Linked DNA regions of Xenopus tropicalis: region 2 is linked to region 1. Evidence: chromatin contacts called from public Hi-C data. All regions are on one chromosome and are shown on one strand. The core of a region is the stretch at or near the end of the contact, and the rest is flanking DNA. Distances in the headings are between cores, read along the strand shown. Region 1 overlaps cyp26c1 (cytochrome P450 26C1). Region 2 overlaps exoc6 (exocyst complex component 6).

Region 1 (2,700 bases), core at 153-2,652:
GACTATAAGAATTGATGAGCATTGGCTGAAAAATGCTCTTTTCCACCAAAAGAGGGCGACTAAACAGCATATTCCTTTAAAGGAATTTTAGAATTTGTCATGCTTATCTTATGCTTTTCCCCATTAGGGGAGTGCAGAGTTGTATGTGTTATATTCATGCCATGTATTTGGGCACAATAGAGACAATGGTAGAAATCTGACATGTTTTTAGCAGCAGAAAAGACTAAGGACTGATATTACTCAATATACAAACAGCAATGACCTGAGCTTCAATTCTACAGTACTTTATACTGGGATTTATATCACACAGGACTGGTTTAAGATCAGAAAGAGCATTTAACGTGAACCCAAAATCTGAGAGCGTAAATTATCTACATGGCATGGGGCTCAAATGGTTTAGGTGCCCTGCTGGGCAGTTTCAGATAAACATGATAGTATAATGCTGTCCATACACATGATGACAACATTGGGCTGGGCAATACCAGGCTAATCCGATAATTTGGCCAAGGGATGATTTTTGGCCAGATATCTATTTGGAAGGGCCCATACATGGGCAGATAAGCTGCTAACTGGGGGGGGGGGGAAGATTTTTTTAAAGTGAGAAATTAGAGCTCACCACAGTAGAATTCCAACACACTTCATTTCTATGGAATTTTTTTAAAGGTGTATCTATCACGTGGTGAACTCTAGCTTTCACCTATTGATAAATGCTCTAAAAATCTCATGGTGAGCTTTTATTTCACACTGATAAATTGGTCCCTAGGTCTAAAAGCCAAATCAACAGCTTAAATCTTCCCTTGTATGATGGCCTGCTTAACATAAGAGTAACTAGACCCGGCATCTGTGAGGGTAGGCATGGCAGGGAGACTAGCAGAAGGGGAGATCACGATTACATGGGTGGTATTTCAAGTCATGCCCTTATACTTAGGGTGAAGCGTGCCTATATTTTCTTGCTAGAGGCCTGAGGATAGGGGGAAGGAAGGCACCTACTTTTGCCCTGCACTGCCCCCCCCCCCACCCAGTCTTGTTCTGAACCCATTAGTTAAAAATGTTATCAGAGATGGTACAAAATACACAGTGGGGCAATGTGTAACAGCTGTATGATACGCTTACTATTCCTTTCAGAGATGTTCAACCTGTGCCGATCAACAACAGCCAGTGGGCCACAGGTTGCACATTCTTGCTTTATATGTTTTTATTTCTCGAGCTGGGATCCCCAGAAGTTGCCCTGATATCATGAGTTATTTAAAGGTTTTTATTGGAACAAGTATAAAAGGAGAACCTTGGTGACAGTTGTTTTCTTATACAGAGAATCTCAAACATGGGCAGAGATCTGTGGAGGGCTGGGCAGTTTAGCAGGGGGCTAATGTCCTGCTGGGCTTGTGAGATTGTAATGATTTTGGCCACTGTGGGAGGTCATCTGTCCATCACTGAGATAAGTACTCTAAAGCCCATGGCTACTGTATTACCATGTGGGCTAAGTACCGTCAATCACTGGTAAAGTCATCTCAGAGTGAGTGATTGACAGCTCTGCTATTCTATCAGACCTGCAGCAGCTTCAACTGGCGAGGTTCTGAGCCCTGACTGTATAATATATATATATAGCAAAAAGTATCCGGTACCGCACTCACAGGACTTATTCAAAGCTCACAAAATTTATTAGAAAATTGTGTCTAACGTTTCGGCTACCACTGCAGCCTTTCTCTTCTCAGTCTTTGAGAAAGGCTGCAGTGGTAGCCGAAACGTTAGACACAATTTTCTAATAAATTTTGTGAGCTTTGAATAAGTCCTGTGAGTTCGGTACTGGTTACTTTTTGCTACATTTATTCGTTTTTGGACGGCACCCAGGCATCTCTAATCTTTTTTAGCGTGAGTGCCTGTTGCTACATTTTGTTGATATATATATATATATATATATAAACTGTAATGGATCACTGATTCTATCTATCTATCTATCTATCTATCTATTATTTGACTAATCTATTATCTTTCTTTCTTTAACGGGTTAAGGGCTTGCAGGGTGTGGGTGGACCATGGGTAGGATTTTTTTAATTGTTACCCCATTTTATTGTTGCCGGGCCAGGGTCGGACTGGGGTGTGCAGGGCACACCCTAGGCTGCCGCCCCCGAGGGGTCCTCACACCCCACCTAGAGTGCACATACATTATACTTATCTTGGAAGGGATCAGGTCTGGGTTGGCGAGACCCTGGGCAGGGCCCACCACACAGGGAGCCCAAGTGACCAAGTTACTAATAATTATTGCCCCCTGGGTGAAGGGCCCTACTAACTTTGTAGCATGCCAATAAAGAAATGTATGTATATATGCATGTATGTATGTACATGCCACAATGTATGATTCTTTTATACTTACATCCAGCTCAAACGTCTGAAGTGCTGTTCTGTAGCCCCCCGAGACTGGGGGAAGCAGGCGCAGAACCTCTTTCACCACACAGTCCAGGTAATGGAGGCTCTTGAGCTTCTCTAAGCTGATGTTTTGCTGGCAGGTTCCTTCAAACACAGAATTCTGTAGCTTGCCTGGCACTGGGGAGCAGTTGGACTTATCATGGCTGCAGGGTGCCTCCTGGATTCTATTTTCTCCATTAACGAGATTTTTACTTGATAAAGAATTCTGTGGGTCTTGATCAGTTCTATCAGTGAGCAGCTGTTTAGTCTGTTCCCATAGGGTCTTCACCTGCCCTT
Region 2 (2,700 bases), core at 111-2,610, 100 kb after region 1:
AATGACATAGTTGGCCAGTCTAAAGTATATTGCATTATATGGACAAACAATCTCTGTTTTGTTTAAATGGGAAGGGGGGGGGGGGGAAATCTTAGTAGTTAAAAGCACTCAATGTCTAACTACCCACCCCTGCAGGTTGCATTTACATACATTGCTAATTAATGGCCCCCTGCATGGCAATTTTATGTTTCTGGTTTTAAAGGGTTCTGATGGCAACCCTACACCGGGCCCATTTAGGCTCACTGCTTATTTAGTTTCTTAAAGTGATATTTATATAGATTGTATTTATATAGATTGTAAGCTCTACGGGTCAGGGACCTCCATCCTCTTGTGTCTTTGACTCCTAACTTATTGCAACTGTATCTTATATTTATTTATATTGATTGTTATACATTGTATTTATCTATTATCTTAATAACCCTTTGTTTGTATTAATGTATTCTACTGTACAGCGCTGCGTACATAAGTAGCACTTTATAAATAAAGATATACATACATACAATACATACATATTCTTAAGGTGACTTGACCTTAATCAAACATTATTTAAAAATGTCACTGTCTACTGGGAGGGCTTTACAGTCTTAAGCTGGCCATACACACACAGATATATATTGTTTTGTACAATTTTCGGACCATGTATGGGCTCTAAATTATCGCCCCGTTAATTTTCATACCATGGTGGTTGGTCGTTTAGTCAGTCGGACAGGTTAGAAAATTTGGGTTGGATAATGATAAAATCTGTGCATGTATTTTTCTTGGGGGACCTACAATGCATTTCCAGAAAGTCACTTTTGCACAATTGGCGTCTGTCAACTATTTCATGTTCAGAACATCCTCCGATGTTGTTATTATTAGGGCTGTATCCTACAATTTCAGTATGAATGTTAGTTTTAGATTGTTGCATTTAAACGTATGATCGATATCCGAATGTTCAATGGAAGAGGACTAAAATCTGAATGTGTATGGCTACCTTAACGTGCTAAAAATGGTGAGGGCACCAATTAAATCAATGTGGACTTAAGGTGTTGCGTGCAAATGTCACCATAAACACAATTAGTGCTTGTGTACGCTGAGCACTTTCCAAACACTGGAGCACACTTTTTGCTTTACTTTAAAAGCGCCAGTGAATGGTCCCCCTTTCGGCCTTGGTTGTTAGCGGCCACTTTTTACATATGTTTTGTTAGTAAATATTTACAGGTTAGGCCAAAAGGTTACTCGTTAATATGTGTAAATTGCACTCAGTACCAATTAAGGATGTGTGAAATTGCAGTCATTTACATCCATTAGGAGATAAGAATGAGAAGATAAACTGGCAATGGCGGCTGGATTCTCTGTTTTCCAGCTGAGTGTGCAGCTGGGAGCCTATCTCATTGAAATCAGCCCTGGTTAAAAGGCAATCAAATTGAAATTAGTATCACAAAGGAGCAGGTTAATCTGTTCACAGCTAAGACAAAGCAAACACCTTACATGACAATGCCGGGTTGCAGTTTCTAGCACAAATTTACAAATGACGTCGATGCTGAGTTCAATTACTGCTCCCATGAAAATCCGTGGATTAAAGTTCATGCCGAGTGAAGTATAACTTCCTATACTTTGAGAGATCTTGAGATTTGCCATGCAGAGCATGCTGTTTGGGGAATCCAATTTTCCGTTTGCGCCAATAACTTCCAGGTCAGGGTTAAAGCAAGTAGTGATAAGGGCAAGATAAATGGGCTTAACTGCTGGAGGAACAGTATCATGTAGCTTATCTGCTCACAGCACTCCGTGCAAATGTATGGTTGGCAGATGTCCCTAATTTTCAGGGACAGTGAATATTTGGACCCTTTGTAGTTTTTGGCCTCAGAAATATCTTTTTTTTTGTAAATGACCAGCTACAAATAAGTATTTCAGTGGTCCTAAATGCCCAAACAATTAGCTCTCAAAGGTTTTTTCAAGTATCCACTAGCTAAAGTATTGGGCAGCATTTTTACCCCACATTGAAATGCATCCTGCCTGCATATATGTAATTACTAGGTAGAGTATGACTGCTGGGCAGAGCTGCCATAAAAAATCATGGCGCCCAATACTACTGAATTAGCAAGGCTGTCCCGCCAGTAGCAGGCCCAAGTTATTAGGCCACCATCTGTCTGGGCCTCTTGAAATAAATTCCATGCCTGGAATCTACCCCAAACCATCCCCCAACACTCCCAGCCCATTCTTGGCCTGTGATTGAAACCTTTATGTCCCTTAAGGCCTCCCTTTATAGGCTGTTGCTGGAGAGCTACAGTTTAGTAGATGAAAAATGCCTCCTACATGCAGGTGTTTGAATAGAAGTTTATTGAAATACACGCTAAATGCAATCAAAACATATATGGCATTTAATTGCCTTTTTTAAAGGGAAACTATACCCCCAGATTAAATACGTAACCAATAGATATTTTCTAGTGGTCTATTAAAGAATCTTACCAAACTGGAATATATATATCAGTAAATATTTCCCTTTTATATCCTTTCTCTTGATCCACCATTTAGTGATGGGCTATGTGCTCCCTCAGAGATCAGCTGACAGGAAATAATGCAGCTCTGTAACAGGAAATAGTATGGGAGTAAAAGACACAACTTTGCCCATTTTTTAGCTGATGTTGCCTAACATGTATGTCTGGCCTTGTTTTGTTTGTGTGCACTGTGAATCCTATGATCCCACGGGGGCAGCCATTA

What was found. A called contact is a pair of places that touch in the nucleus more often than the background predicts.
Region 2: a contact with region 1 is called in a Hi-C map of neurula embryo, with 2.5 times the contacts expected there. The contact joins two enhancer-like sites. A contact is called at or near these places in 3 of 5 Hi-C or Micro-C datasets (brain, gastrula embryo and neurula embryo).

What each region holds. Positions count from the first base shown.
Region 1 is chr7:25,324,304-25,327,003 of UCB_Xtro_10.0, forward strand. cyp26c1 (cytochrome P450 26C1) reads right to left here. Exons shown (of 7, transcript XM_031905723.1): 6 at 2,372-2,700. Among named protein-coding and RNA genes, the nearest start is that of cyp26c1, 11 kb to the right of the region's middle. Within about 2 kb of position 1,403, at least 1 of the 11 cell types and tissues checked has an H3K27ac peak or open chromatin away from gene starts, as enhancers often do. A contact at or near this core is called in neurula embryo, where this site is marked.
Region 2 is chr7:25,427,466-25,430,165 of UCB_Xtro_10.0, forward strand. The region is part of intron 15 of exoc6 (exocyst complex component 6); the gene reads right to left. Among named protein-coding and RNA genes, the nearest start is that of exoc6, 80 kb to the right of the region's middle. Within about 2 kb of position 1,361, at least 2 of the 11 cell types and tissues checked have an H3K27ac peak or open chromatin away from gene starts, as enhancers often do. A contact at or near this core is called in neurula embryo, where this site is marked.